Linked DNA regions of Mus musculus: region 2 is linked to region 1. Evidence: chromatin contacts called from public Hi-C data. All regions are on one chromosome and are shown on one strand. Each heading gives the region's core, a stretch centred on a gene start, on an enhancer-like site or on the middle of the called end of the contact. The rest is flanking DNA. Distances are from core to core; before and after follow the strand shown.

Region 1 (7,935 bases), core at 1,751-4,250:
AAATCTATTTGTGTCTGTTTTAGATATATTTTCCTTAAAATGTCAATTAGAGATAGCCAGGTAGAAATGTCATGGGAAGTGGGGAATGAAGCCAGGTCAAAGGGAAAAGCAGAGTAGGAAGTAGGAATTCTGTAGGCTTCAGAACTTCATGCTTGTTAAAGCCATGAGACCTGGTATGATTGCTCAAGAGAGTATGTAGATAAAAACTGCTGTAGCCAGATAGTCCAATTAACAGAGGCTGCCAGAGGAGGTGCCAGGAACAAAATTAAGAAAAATGGCCTGTGAAGAAGCACCTTCTCAAGAATATATTCTAGACCAGTTTCCAATGCAACAATTCAAAGTTTATGCTGTGTGTGCGTGCGTGTGTGTGTGTGTGTGTGTGTGTGTGCGCGCGCGCGCTCGCGCGTACCCTCAGGTATATGAGTATGTGTGTGGAGGCAAGGAGATAGTCTGAGGCTATCCTTAGGAATACAGTCTACCTCCTTTCAGACATAGTCGTTCATTGGCTTGGAGCTAACCAGTAATCTGGCTGACCAATGAACCCCAGGGACACTCCTGGTGCAACTATCCCAACATTTTCATGGCTGCTGGAGTTCAAACTCAGCAAGACAAGCATTTTGCTGGTTGAATCATCCCCCCAGCGTTGTTTGGTTTTATTACTCTTTGCTTGTTGAGACAGGATGCCATTTAGTCTAGGCTGGCTTCAAAGTATGTAGATGTGCAGCTGAGACTTGCTTTGAATTTGCTTTGAACTCTGAACCTCCTACATTTACCTCCTAAGTCCTAAGACTACAGACACATGTGCCACCACACCAAATTTTTTAACTGGATTTTGCTGTATAGCTCAGGTTGTTGTAAAAAGCATGATCTTTATGCCTTCCCAAGTGCTGGGGTTATAAGCGTGGTCACACCATGCCTGGCAATACACTTTTAAAAAATAAAAAGTAATTTAGGGAATTTTAGTTTAGAATTATATTAAAAGTAATTCTACCCTTGTGTGTGTGGTAGATAGTGTAGATGTCAAGTTAAATTGTAGCACTTATTAATAAATATGGCATGGTAGCCTAGTTCTACTGAACTTTTCACAAAAAGAGATTAAAAATGAGGTTTTGGCAACTGCTAATGTGTAGCCAGAAATTTATTTGGGAATGATATCATAGCTAAGACTTTGTAGTACATGGCCTATCACCGAATCATCTAGTTCTGATTTCCGTGCTGAGTTTTCATAGATAGCTACTACAAACTAATTTTTTTCTCTGCAATGTGGGTCTATTTTTGTCATACAAGATAATGTTAAGATAGTTCTTTACTTCTGTATAGCTAATCATGCTAGATTACATTATGTAAACATTCCCCAAAACAAGAAATATATTTGCTTGTTTAACAGGAAGCCCTTATTATGTTATGCTTATCATAGATAACTTTCTTAACTACCCTGATGGGTTTTGTGGGTGTTTGTTTAGTTGTTCTCTTTTGTGGTGCTGAGGATTTAATCCGTGACCTTATGTTTGACAAAAGAGCTCTCTGATACTAAACTGTATTCCAGCCCATACATTTATAGAATATGAAGCCATATGACTTTGTTTTTCAGTAAAAGTGGTCTCATAGGAAATTATTTACTAATCTGAGATTAGTAAATAATTACAAGTGTGCACAAATGACTAATTTTTATATGGAATATAACAGTGTTAGAAAGATGAATCCATATAGCAAAACGTTGCTGTAGACTAGTTTAGGTCTCTTTTGTTTCAGGAATGTTCATCCCACTATATTGACTAGTATCCATTCACTTAGTGAAGATTAATGCCTTTAATCTCACTGCTTGTGAGAGAGAGGCAGGCAGATCTCTGAGTTTGAGATCATCCTGATCTACAGATCTATGTTCCTATGGTAACATAAGAAGACCACATCTTAAAAAACATGATTATGGTAATTGCACTAATGTTCTAAATTTCAAAATCAAATATAAATACATATAATATAATCACAGAGTTTTCTCCTATTCTATACAATCTAAATTATTTTCTTAGAATTATTAATTCATCATTAACTTTTACCTTCTAACATTGAAAGCTTATTCATAACGCCTTCCTGCTGAGACTCTCGGGTGTTTCTGAGTTGCTTACTACTGCAGATACCTGGAGACCTGGACTGGTCCTTTGCTTCTGCTGCATAAAACCAATTGTAGAACTGAGGTGATAAACTCAGTCTTTCAATTAATATTTTCTCATAAAATAATTATGGTTCAAAATCAGTTATATGCTTTATTCACATTCTTTTGGATTAGATAGATTTTCAAGTCAGTATATATACTCGTTTTAAGTTTGTTCCACCCCAAATATTTTTTCACCATACAGGAATAATTGCTTACTAGAAGCATCTATAATGTGTCTTCTACAAAGGCTTACCTTCCAGTTGGTGTTTAGAGTATAACGTTTTTTGTTGTTTTGGTTTGGTTTTGGGGTGAGCGTCTCCATTGGAAGTCTTGAAGTCACTCTATTGCTAAGTCTGGCTTGGAATTCATGATCCTCCTATCTCTATCTCCTCAACGAAGGGAGTATAGCTATGTTGCCTCAACTCCTGGGTCTAGAGTATAACTTTCTTGTACTGTTTGTGACTCAGTTTAAGATGCTACCAGAGCTATTTCAAGATGATGAGAAGGCCATCAGTCCCACCTCTGCCACCTCCTCAGGGCGCACTCCTCTCACTCGAGTTCCTGTAAAGCCCACCAAGGGCCGACCTGGCCAGACTGCCAAAGAGCACAAGAAGACAGTGGGACATCAGGTGAGCTCAGGGGCTGCCACTGCCAGACTTCTTCTCCTCAGCTTCCACAAAGCCTCAGGCCTTCCCTCTTCAGCCTAGAGGACAGGATCTTCACGTGAAGACAGGCCAGAGTTTCTGCTGTACAAACACTTAGACTTTACCCACCCCAGACTCAACCATACACCAACCCGTCCCAAAATAAATTTCACCGTGTCTCAGTTCCTCTAATACATATCGCGTCTTTGTTTTGTTCTTGTTTCATTTCTATATTTATACAGAGCATCTGTCAGCTTCCTCAGTACAAGAAAATACCCTCTCCTTCCTTAGATGTATTTTTCCCTGTGGGGAATGGGAAACATTCCACACAAGCTTGGTGCCTGAACATGGGTGTGGCTTTGGAAGGGAGCCGTACACTAGTCAGCAAAGTGCATTATTCCTTGAGGCCTTGTGCCAGATAGGAACAGGGCCTGATGTGGATCCACAGCCTCCTGTCTTGACCCATGTCCATAATGGTGGTCCCTTCAGCCTGTTCTCTGCTCATTGTTTATATAATACTAAGAAATCTACAGCTTTTTTTAGTATTGTGTAGTAAGGGTTCATACCTTAATAATTAAATGGCCCTAGCAACAAAATTGTAAGTCACATATAATGGAACTTGCAACAAGAAGCAACAGAGAAAGGAGTACATACATACTCAGCAGGATAAACGTGTGGGTTTAGGCAAATGTAAATGACACCCCTAGAATTCTTGTTTATGAACCACTCCCCTGTGAAGATAACTTTAAATTTATGTCATCTTCAATATGTTAAAGGAGAATTTTAAATTGTCTTTGATCTCTAACAAAACTAATTTTTTTAACCCTTTTCATGCAGTTTCGAAACTCCCTTCACCTGCTTATGGAAACCCTTAATGCCACTACTCCTCACTATGTACGCTGTATTAAGCCTAATGATTTCAAGTTTCCATTCACGTAAGTCAAAGTGAAATAAGGAGAAAGACTTTTGGGGAAGATCTTCATGTCTTGTAGAGGGAATCTATTTCCAAAAATTTCTAGTTTTTTGACAACAAGAAAACAAATTAGCAGTTGGCTTTCTAAGGATTTGAAAATTTGAGGCCAATGGCATGTCTTTGGTTCTGGTTTTCTGTTTTGACTCCATCTCTGTTGGAGATCTTTCTGGCCTTTTGTTAATTTGGACATCAGTTAAAAGCAGAGCTTCTTGGACTAAAGGCTTCTCTGGCCAAGGCTTACCTGATTCTTTTTATCTGTTGAAGCCAGAGAATGTTTACCAAAATCTCATTCTACTTCAGATACTAAGTCAGAGGTGAAAATGGATCCCTGGAGATGATTTCAAAATATAAATATTTCTCTAAGTTTAAGAGTACTCCATATATGCTGTTGGGATGGTCTTCAGGAGCTAATGCTAGGATTTAAGCAGTGTGAATTGGCATAGGTACCAGACTATTAGCATTTACTCTGTGTGTGTGTGTGTGTGTGTGTGTGTGTGTGTGTGTGTGTGTGTGTGTGTGTGTGAAAGTGAAAGAGAGAGACAGACAGACAGACAGTAACAAGGTAATGTCACAAGCTATAATTGCTACTTCATTTCTGCTCTTAACATCATTGACTGTGGACAGATCCTAGATTAGTATTTAAAGACCTACATTATTTATTGAATGGCTGCAGAGTATCTTATGGTATATATAGTCCACAATCTATTTAAATCATTCACTATGGATAAATTATTTAGGTTGTTACAGCAGTTAAAATATGCTTCAATTAAATTACAGTTACATCCCTTTCCTCCTTCCAGTCCCTCCCAGCTGCCCTTTCTCAAACCATTCCTATGTCCCATAATAACAATTTTTAACAAATATTTGCCAAATATTTCTGTACATCCTTAAGATAACATGATTCTAGAGGGATTTGTGGGTCCAAAGATCAAGCATATGATTTGATTATTATGCATATGAAATGAAATATCATATTTTATCCCATAAGTAACCACACATACCATGTGCCAAATAAGAATTTTTAAATATATTTTTAAAAGACCAGGCATAAGGCTATAGAGATAGCTTAGCTCTTAAGAGCACTGGCTTCTCTTTCATGGTACCTGGTTTATTTCCCCACACCCTGATGACAGCTCACAGTCATCTGTCACTCTAGTTTCACGTCACTTGATACCTTCTTCTGGCCTCTGACATTGTGTAGATATACATGCAGGCAAACATCCATTTATACATAATAAAATATAAACAAATAAGTAGACAAAAAATAGACTACCCATCTATACTGAAGACTGCAGCTTCTACTCTACAGTGTATGAGTGACTATGGTCTTGCTGGTCCTCCTGTGCAGATTCTGCCTTATATTTCAGGTTAGTTCTGAAAGACTGCCATATTCCTCATCATCACTTAGATCCTTTCCCTTGGAGGAAGTGGGAGCAGGAAGAAGTTGCCATCTGACTGTGAAGTTGTATTAGCAAGCCCTGTCTCCTACCAGCAATCTGAGACCTGAGAAGACAGTTATAGGAATGGGCTTGGACAGACACGCAGAGCTTAATTGTACTCAGAGCTTACTACCAACAGGAGTAGTCACCTGGCTAGAAGAACTTTCTGATACTTCTTTGATGTCATTTAACATTAACATGCCTTTTTTTTTAAAAGTGTCTTAGTTCATTTTCTGTTTGATATAACAAAAATGCCATGACCAAGGCAATTTATAAAAGAAACTAATTTAGGGCTCATGGTTACAGAGTATTAGAGTCCAGGACCATCATAGTGAAGACCATGGCATGAGACAAGCTGGCATGATGCTGCACCAGTGCTGAGAGCTGACATGCTGATGAACAAGCAAAGTGCAGAAAGAAACAGAGAAAGCTAACTGGGAATGGAAAGGGCTTTTGAAACCCCAGTGACATATTTTCAATCCTCCTAATCCTTTCTAAGCATTTCCATTATCTGGGGACCAAGCATTCAAATATATGAGCAGATGGGGGTCATCCTCACTCAAACCACCATCTTTATGATGAAATAAATGTGAAATGTAATACAAAATAAATATTTTTCATTGCTTTGAATGCTACAGTGCTTCATATGTACACAGTAAGTAGCTTATAGAGCAACAAGGTTGTTAGGTTTTTTTGTTTTGTTTTTAAATAACTGAATGGGGTGTGTTTAATTTGTCCTTTCATGTTCAATGACCTTTATCCCAGGGGAGGACCATGTGCTCAGCTGATGGTATCTGAGCATTTTCAGTCAGGCTAAGCTATAAATACACACTCATTACAGGATGGGCACAGTGCTGGGCAACCCTGTCTTCTTTATTTTAAGGATGTTCAGTGGACTTCCTGGTAAGACTGTAGTGTGTCAACTGGAAGGGCTATCCCCAGCTCTTTATTTCTACTGCTAATTATCTCTTTGCTGCTATTTTATGGAGTTTTCCATTTTGATCACTGTTCCAGCTTTTGAATGCTTTGTTTTCTAGTTTATCTACTTGGCTCTTGATAAAATAATTTAACCCTTGATGGCCTGGGTCTTTTGTGACCTAACAGTTTTTGTTTCTTCATGCAGATTTGATGAGAAGAGGGCAGTGCAGCAGCTAAGAGCATGTGGTGTCCTGGAGACCATCCGGATCAGCGCAGCAGGGTTTCCCTCACGGTGAGCCCAGGCTTCCAATGGAACTGAGCCTTCTGCAAGCAGTTCTTGAATAATAAGCTCATATGGGATTCTTTTCTAGGTGGACTTACCAAGAGTTTTTCAGCCGGTACCGGGTCCTAATGAAGCAAAAAGATGTGCTGGGAGATAGAAAGCAAACGTGCAAGAATGTATTAGAGAAACTAATATTGGTGAGAATGGTTTTCACTTAACTGTTTCTGGAAAGGTCTTGTCATTCTGAGCAGAAAGGCCCTGCAAACTTCTGTGTTAAACAGCATAACCTGGATTATTTGACAGATAGTTAAGTAGGGAAACATAAGTAGACAGATAGTTAAGTAGGAATGACATAAGGTCATTCTCCGTGTTTAGTGTGATAGAAGGAATTGGATGCTGATAGCCAACACCGGACAGTTATTATAAAGGCTAGACTTGAACTTGAGGTACAGTCCTTCAGATAGTTTGATCATTATCAACAAAAATGTTTTTAGTACTTAGTTATGGAAAACAACAGATATAATTAAGGAGGAAAGTCTATTTTTATTTTTAAAGACAATGCATTTTGAAGATGAGCCTTTAGATTATGTCTACATCGCATGTTGGGTAAGGACTGGAGAAATGGCTCAGTAGAAGAGCATCTACTTGACTCAAGAGGACTTGAGTTCACTTTCCAGGACCCATGTATGGTGACCCACAACCACTTGTAACTCTGGCTCCCAAGGGAGCCAACACATCTGGCCTTCTCTGCCACTTATACTTTCACATCAATATCCTTGCAGAGACACACACATGCATACATATAGCTGAACATCTTAAAATAATAAGCATGCCCAAATACAATGCAGAGGAAGTAGAACCATTATGAGAAGGAAGAATAATTTTATGAGGTGTGAGATTTGAATCAGGCACTAAAGAATGGGTAAGTCTGAATAAAAGTGGACCTAAGCTATAAAGAAGTAGAAAATACAGAATTTGCTTATGTGGCTGGAGAAATGTTTTAGAGTTCTTGCTTGCAGAGGACTTGAGTTCGATTCCCAGCATCCACACTGGATGGCTTGCAATTGCAATTCCAGCTCCAGGAGATCCAATGCCTTCTTCTGATTTATGTGGGCACTACATATACTCATATACTCATATACTCATGTAGACCATACACATAATGAAATAAATCTTTAGAGCTAGATGACCTAGGTTTGATTCCCAGCACCCACATGGCATATCATAACCACCTTTCAAGTTCCAAGAGATCCAGCATCTTCTTTTGGATTCCACAGATACTTATCACAACAAAGTAAATTTTGTTGGCCTGGGATGGGCCCAATAATTTAACAACCTTCTTCCCTATACTTTTTTTTATTATTATTCTGTAGATAGGACCCAGGGTTTTGCATATGCTAGGCAAATATTGTACCACTGAGCTAAATCCCATTATCATTTGCATTTCTAACAGTTCCCTGGGTCTACACAGTACATATAGAAAAATCTCTAATCTAGTCTTGATGAATTTGAGATTCATGAAA
Region 2 (7,935 bases), core at 3,392-5,891, 94 kb after region 1:
TAAGCTTTCTTAGTACATCTCAGTGCATCTCTCATGTGTTGCTTTTAGGAACAATAGAAATCAGTCCATAATCGTGAGTGGAGAATCAGGAGCCGGGAAGACTGTCTCTGCACGCTATGCCATGAGGTACTTCGCTACCGTCAGCAAATCGAGCAGCAATGCCCATGTGGAGGACAAAGTCTTGGCATCCAATCCCATAACTGAGGTAGGCACAGTACAACTGAAGAAGGAGATGCTGAGGGCTGGAGGTGCAGGGGGGTGGGGGCAGGGAGGGAGGTGGTGGCTCTGGGCATGTAGCTATGTTGTTGATGAGACTTCTTCCCTTAAAGACCCAAGGAATGAGGGTGGCAAGAACAGGGATACAAGTTCTGTGTGTGCATGATGTCACTCACATACATACATACTTTTAAAAGAATCGTGGATGTGGGAAGGCACATTCAGTCCGTGACAGCAAGATACATACGTTTCCATATTGCAAGTAGAAGACATGAAAAAGTAAGCTAACTTTTACAGCATTCTACAGATAGCAGAAATGGACCCCAGGGCTGTGAAGCCCAGAATCCATGCTCCTTCAGACTCAGGAGAACCAGGCTGCTCTTCTCCAGCTCCAAGCTTCTCCCCTAACTTGCCCAGCATCCTTGAGTGACATAGGATGTCACTGGTCAACACTGAACCTTGTGTGTTCTAGGCTGTTGGAAATGCCAAGACCACCCGCAATGACAACAGCAGTCGGTTTGGGAAATACACAGAGATCAGCTTTGATGAGAGAAACCAGATCATTGGCGCCAATATGAGAACTTACCTCCTGGAGAAGTCCAGAGTTGTCTTTCAGGTGAGAATGGAGGTATTAAACTGGGGCTGGAGAGATGGCTCAGCGGTTAGAAGCACTGCCTGCATCTCTACAGGTCATGAGTTCAATTCCCAGCACCTCGTGGTGGCTCACAACTATCTGTGGTGAGATCTGATGCCCTCTTCTAGTGTGCCTGAAGAGAACAACAGCGTACTCACATACATACATAAGTAAATAAAACTTTTTACAAAATAATTTTTAAAAAGCCTTAAACCTCCTTGTCCTTAGCTCCAAATACTCAGACTCCTGGGACACCTGCGGCATCTGCAGCCAGAAGGATCCAGTCTGGCAGGCTTTCCTGTCCTCTTTGGGGTCTTTATCTGTTCTTTCTTTCAAAAGCAAAAGTTGATGTATAGATGTGGCCTCGTGAGAACTGAGAATAAAGGCTACTGTTTTTGGATTGGGGAGAAAAGAAAACCCTTATAGTTTAAAAATCTGCCGTATCTTTCTCATACATGAACACTGAAGCAGGCAGGGCCGCCAACCTGACTATCCTGTTGGTGAGAAAGGGGATTAGTACTGGGGTGGAGGTGGGAGGTGGGAGGGTGAAAGGCTTTTCTGTGAATAAAATGGAGACACTTCTTAAAACGCATTAGCCAGAGCAACAGGAAACCTTGAACAGCCCAATGATACCTCAGAACTTTCTGCTTATACAAATTACTCCATGCCTTTGCACAGAATATTTCCATGTAATAATGTTTTCCTGGGCTGTCTACTTGAAGGTCATCTCTGGAGCCCAGTTCTTGCTCAGTGACAAGGATAGCCAGCTGTGAGCTGGCCACAGGTGTCATAGGTGTCCATCTCAGGAACCAACCATCCAGACTGGTATCTAGGGGCCTCTAGTTGGAACCCTGGCATTTTCATTGGTAAAGGGTTTGGGTAATTTGAGATTTTTTTTTTTTACAGTCAGAAAATGAACGGAATTACCACATCTTCTACCAGCTTTGTGCATCCGCACAGCAGTCAGAATTTAAACACCTTAAACTGGGTACGTGGTTGAAGGCACATGAAAGTCTCTTTTTCTGAAGGGGTTTCAATTCTTAGTTAATTTCTTCCTTATTATAGCATAACTAAAAAGCAAAAAACAAAAACAAAAAAGCAACTGACTTTGTCAGCTGGGTGTGCACCTTTAGTCCCAGCACTTAGGAGGCAGAGGCAGGCAGATTTCTGGACCCAAGGCCAGCCTGGTCTACAGAGTGAGTTCTAGGACAGCCAAGGCTACACAGAGGAAACCCTATCTTGAAAAAACAAATGAACAAACAAAAAACCAAACTATGTTGTCTAAAAACATAGGATGGTCTTTAGACCCTGAAATGTATGCATTAAGAAAATCAACTTGGCTGGCTGTGGCACCATACATTGATGGTCTCAAAAACTCAGAAAACAGAGGCAGGAAAGTCACCACAAGTTCAAGACGAACCTGGTCTACTTAGCTATTTATAGGTTACCTAGGACTACATAATGAAACTCTGTCTGAAAGAAAGAGAGTGAGGTGGGGGAGGGGGAGGGAGAATGGGCTGGGCTATCTCAGTCCAGTGCCTGGCTAGCATGCATGAAGCCCCAGTTCATTCCCCAGCCCTGCAAGTACCAAGCGTGCTGCACACGCCTAGAATCCCAGGAGTGTTAGGAACTAAAACCAGAGCTTTAGGGTCAGCCCTGCTTTTAAGGCCCTGCTTCACTGTCAAAGGAGGAACCCTGAATGAGGGCTTTGTTTTGCTGACTCTCAGCTTCAGTTTCTATGATATCCTTGTAAAGTGTTTAATAGAGCCCATTAAGTGTGAACTTCCTTCCCTGTTCCTTCCTTCTCTCCACCCCCATCTCTCTCCCTCTCTTGGGAAGGATTTTATGATGTAGCTCAGGCTAGCCTTGAACTTAGTACTGGGATGCAGGGGAAAGCTACCCTGCCTGGCTTTTTCTTATTTCTGATAACCATGTGTGTCCGATTTCTGAGTTGTGGAAGGAATTAATTAATTGTCCTTTTGATTCCAGGGAGTGCGGAAGAGTTCAACTACACAAGAATGGGAGGTAACACTGTCATTGAAGGTGTCAATGACAGAGCTGACATGGTGGAGACCCAGAAGACCTTCACACTACTGGGTAAGAGACACCAAGGTAATGGTACATACTCTGAGAACATAAGAGCATGATTTGGTGGCACGGAGGGGTGGTTATGAACACGTCGGCTGCCCTTCCAGAAGACCCAGTTTGATTCCCAGCACTGCGTGGGCAGCTCACAGCCACCTCTAACTCCAGTAACAAGAAAAGAGATTTGTCTTCTGAACTCTGAGGGCACCAGGCACTCACGGGTTCATACACACAGAGACCAACACACATACACATAAAACAAACACAGTTTTAAAATAAAGATCGTGATTGGCCCCAGGCGCTGACTTGGCTCTACCCAGACCCAGCCCGGCACATAAGCACAGAGTCATAGACACAGTTCCCAGTAGTGTACAGAGAAACATCTCCTAGGGCTAGTAATGGTGAGAGCCACTACTGGGCTGTGTGAGGTGTCAGACGCCTCAGGTAGTGACTGGGATGGAATCTGCTGTTTCCAACAAAACAGCTTCTGTCCAAGCCTGTGCAGACCTGCTCGAGCCTGTGAGTGGCTCTCTCCTCCATTTTCTGGGCACTGCCATGTTAGACACAGATAGAGATTGTCGCCTGTTTCTGCCGTTCTGCAGCCCTTTCTGTCTTGCAATGATCACTGTCACTAGCAGTTGTTGTGACCCTTGGTCTCTGCCAACAAGTCCATACCCAGACTCCAGGGATGGGACCTGGCACACTCAGTCCCTGGTTTCTGATTCCAGCCAACGTGGTATTAGAGTGTCTCAGGACAGACGGTGACTCGCTGAGGTTTAAAATTTGTTCACATACAGTGTGGGTGAGTGTCTTAGTCAGGGTTTCTATTCCTGCACAAACATCACGACCAAGAAGCAAGTTGGAGAGGAAAGGGTTTATTCAGCTTACACTTCCACATTGCTATTTATCACCAAAGGAAGTCAGGACTGGAACTCAAGCAGGTCAGGAAGCAGGAGCTGATGCAGAGGCCATGGAGGGATGTTCTTTACTGGCTTGCTTCCCCTGGCTTGCTCAGCCTGCTCTCTTATAGAACCCAGGACTACCAGGCCAGGGATAGCACCGCCCACAATGGGCCCTCCCCTGCTGATCACCAACTGAGAAAATGCCCCACAGCTGGATCTCATGGAGGCACTTCCCGAACTGAAGCTCCTTTCTCTGTGATAACTCCAGCTGTGTCAAGTTGACACACAAAACCAGCCAGAACAGTGAGGCTACACGTTTTTTGACTCTGAAAGGCCTGGTGGTCAAGAGACTTGGTTAAAGATCACAGAAGGCTAGTGGAGTGCCCCTGGTTCTGTGGTTTCCTTTGCCTTTCTCAGTCACTTATCTGCCATTTGTCACATCAGCCACCTGCTTTCTTGCCAGGCTCAGCTGTCACTCAACTCCCAGATTCAACAGCTTCATACGAACTGCTCTATGTACTTTTGGTCTGGTATCTTTCATCGTTGAGACAGAGAAAATTTGAATAGTATTGAGATGACTTAGAATTCTGCCTCCCAGGTGACCCAGAACCCCAGGTTTCCTCCATGGAAAGCTTATGTGGCAACTACTGTTCTCTGGCACTCGGGGCCTGCTGGCTTGCTGGACAGCAAGGGCGGTGCTAGCCTCCATTCTGTTCTCCACCCAGCATGGACCAGAGGGACATGTGATGGACAGTGGTGGGAGGAGGCCCCAGCATCTCCCCCATGTTCACAGGAGTGCCGCAAACACGCATGGCTGCATCCTGATCAGCACAGCCCAGTTTGCAGCTGGCATCCGGACGCGCAGCCCTCCTAGCTGCTGGCTTAGTTTATTTTCGGCACCAGGAAATGGGCCAGTTCCCTCTGTTCCACACGCATCAGTCAAGATCCCAGCGGTATTATGTGACAAAGTCAAAACAGGGTTAGGGAGAGAGGGGGGGGGGAGAGTTTATTTATGACCAGACCCACACAGAGATTGTGAAGGAGGTCAGACAAGCCAAGAGGGACAGCAGGGACCCAGGACTAGTGGGAGAACTGTTCTTGAATTCTTCCTGCTTGTTGTTCTATGAGCCTGAAAGGAGATTGAGGTAAACTCAGTGCTGGTCCAGGAACAGATATCCCTGTCTGAGGTCACACTGCACAGAGGAGCTGGGGAGGACATGCTCAGAGCATCCTCTGCTCTGCCTACTGCTCATCCCCACCGCCCCCCTCCTCTTTCCCCTCTGCCGCCTGCTTCTCCTGCTCTTCCTATTGGTCACCAGCATCTTCGTTGCCATAGTTACCACACTGTCTTCATTGTCGTGGTTCTTGTTGTCATCTTCCCCCACTTGTCCCTTTTTTCTCCCACCCTGCCTCCCTTTCTCTCCTTCCAAGGCTCTCCTTTAATCAGACCCTGCAGAGACCCAAGGTCACAAGAGCCCATTGCCTTGATCCACAGTGATTGGCCTGTGGGGACTGGGGAGACAAATGAAACCCTTTTGTCATCTCACCTTAAGAAGGATTCTAGTAGCTTATGAGCAAAGAGAAAAGGAAATCTTTTAAATGAAGTATATAAAATACACCAGTGCCTAGTCTCACTTAAAATGGGTGCTTAACAGGAGTTCTTTCTTTGTTATTGTTTTGTTCTGGGTTTTGTTCTTTTCCTTTGAGACGGGGTCTTATGTAGCCCAGTTTGGCCTTAAACTTGATGCATAGGATGATCTTGAACTTCTAGTTCTCCTGCCCCCACCTCCTGAATGCCTCAGTTACAGAAATGCTCCACTATGCCCGGTCAGTGTGATACTGGGAATCAAGCCCAGGGTCCCCTGCATGCCAGGCAAGCACTCTACCAACTGAGCAACACCCTCAGCCCCAGATACTAGTTGAGCTTTCCAGCAGCCAAGGAAAAGGAAATACTCCCTGTAACCCCCCCCCAACCCCCCCCCCCCGCCCAGCAGTATTCTTATCTAGGAGAGGAACTGTGAAGAACTAAGTCCACTTCACACCCCTGTGCCATGAAACCTCAGTTTTACACCCCTGTCCCACAAAAAGCCCACTCCAAACTCTTGTCCCGTGACAAGCTCCCTTCACACACCTGTTCCATGAAATCTCACTTCACACCCCTATCCCAAAAAAGCTCACTTCACACTCCTGTCCCAAGAAAAGCCTGCTTCACGCCCCTGCCCCAACTCCTGGCACTGCAACTGGAGAGTCTTAGAAGCCTCTAGGTGCTGTCTAGCAATGCCTTGACTTGGGGAATGTTTACTTTCCAGGATTCAAGAAAGATTTTCAAATGGATGTTTTTAAGATCCTAGCTGCCATCCTGCACCTGGGCAATGTGCAGGTCACCACGGTGGGCAACGAGAGGTCTTCAGTCAGTGTAAGATTCATGTTCGCTTTGCGCTTCCTGGGTGTGAAGGTCAGTGGGGCACAGCTCATGGCTCACTGGCCACCACGGTTGAGACCAGCCATGCTTGGACCTGCTAGACAGACTGGTTTAGCAGGAACGAGGAAGAAAGCTTTCCAGGGGTTGTCTTATTCCCTTGTCACAGTACATGTGTGCCATGAGTGTGTGTGTGCATGAGTGTGTGCATGAGTGTGTGTGTGTGTGCGTGTGCGCGCGCGTATGTGCACACACGTGTGTGTTGGGGGCTCTGCTATATGTTCTTTTATTCAACAACATCTATGGAGCCTATCATGTGCCAGGGATAGCTGTAAGCTCTGTGAAACATCATCAGACCAAACAGGAAGTCCTGACCTCACAGGAGGTGGGGTCTGGAGAAAGTAGGAAGTTTACCTACCATAGGCTGAGGGTAGGCAGTGGGTCTCACTCCTCTCCACAGCTCTCCTGCTCTCCAGGGTACCAGGTGGGCTGGGGTCTACTTCTTGCCCTCCTCCAACTCAAAACTGCCCCTCCCTCCACCCGTGTCCAGGCCTTGCAGACTTTGCCGGTCCTCAGATGACTGGGATATTGGGAGAGCTGAGTATAATGTGATTGCAGCTCTGATCTTTTCCTGCCAAACTCTCATAGAGTGAACATGGTTCCCACCCAGCCACCCTGAGCACTGTTGCACCAGGGTTGCCATTGCAGCAGAATCTTAGAAAGGAAAGAATTCTAAGACTCTCTTTTTTAATTATTAAATTTTATTTTATGTGCATGAGTGCTTTGTCTATGTATATACCTGTGCACCCCTTGCATGCCTGCTGACCAGGAGGCCGGTAGAGAGTGTCAGAGCCCCTGGAACTGGAATTACAGGAGTGGTGGGCTGCTTTGTGGGCCCTGATCCTCAGATCTCCATTCCCCCCCCCCCCCGAAGAGCAGCCAGTGCTCTTAACTGCTGAGTCCTTCTCTCCACCCCAGCTAAGACTTTAGAAAAAATGGAGCCCTATAATTATTGACCCTGGCTTTGGTAAGGCATACAATTCATTTATTTCGGGAGCTTAGAATGTCAGACAAACTGAATTTCAGGTGAAGCACTCCTCTTAAAAGTCCACTGGCTGCCGCTTCTTTGTATCCCCGTCCTAGCATAGAAGCCCCTCCAACTCAATCTTTTTACTTTAGGTGTTTTCGTCCTTTCTTAGACAGAAAGGCTCTGCCAATCCCTTCCCCAGAGAGGGTGTCAGGCGGGGCCAGAAGGAAGGGCTGTGCCCGTTGTGGCAGCAGCAGGAAGGGTGAGGGGAAGAGCAAGGAGGAGGTGGGGCCGCATGGGGGGTTACATTTTTTCCCTCCACTTTCTGAGCATTTAAAGAGCAGTCACTTGTGATAGATACCTCCTGTCTTGGGAGGAAGGATGGTGCGAAGTCACATGGAACCACGCTCCCCAGCCAAGTGGCAAGAGCGGGAGGCAGTGCATGCTGGCTAAGGCAAACAGCATCCCCTACCCCTACCTCTGCAGACCAGTGTGGCATCTCTCATGTACAGACTCAAGAAGAGAAACGTCATTTTGTATATTCAGGAGACTCCTCCATCAGCTCTGATGTCAGCTGAGAAGTTAGCTCAGGCTAGGAACTCCTCCCAGGTCTGTCTGGTAACAATCCTTTCCTTAGATGGATCACCTAAGG

The links. A called contact is a pair of places that touch in the nucleus more often than the background predicts.
Region 2: a contact with region 1 is called in a Hi-C map of cerebral cortex, with 2.5 times the contacts expected there. The contact joins two enhancer-like sites. A contact is called at or near these places in 2 of 484 Hi-C or Micro-C datasets (cerebral cortex and embryonic stem cells) and 2 of 9 other capture datasets (adipose tissue and liver).

The regions. Positions count from the first base shown.
Region 1 is chr9:75,157,796-75,165,730 of GRCm38.p6, forward strand. Myo5a (myosin VA) reads left to right here. Exons shown (of 41, transcript NM_010864.2): 15 at 2,623-2,784; 16 at 3,637-3,734; 17 at 6,335-6,421; 18 at 6,501-6,609. Among named protein-coding and RNA genes, the nearest start is that of Myo5c, 70 kb to the right of the region's middle. Within about 2 kb of position 3,001, at least 60 of the 459 cell types and tissues checked have an H3K27ac peak or open chromatin away from gene starts, as enhancers often do. A contact at or near this core is called in cerebral cortex, where this site is marked.
Region 2 is chr9:75,249,685-75,257,619 of GRCm38.p6, forward strand. Myo5c (myosin VC) reads left to right here. Exons shown (of 41, transcript NM_001081322.1): 5 at 49-205; 6 at 689-832; 7 at 1,757-1,838; 8 at 2,840-2,947; 9 at 6,147-6,253. Among named protein-coding and RNA genes, the nearest start is that of Gm33750, 16 kb to the left of the region's middle. Within about 2 kb of position 4,642, at least 128 of the 459 cell types and tissues checked have an H3K27ac peak or open chromatin away from gene starts, as enhancers often do. A contact at or near this core is called in cerebral cortex, where this site is marked.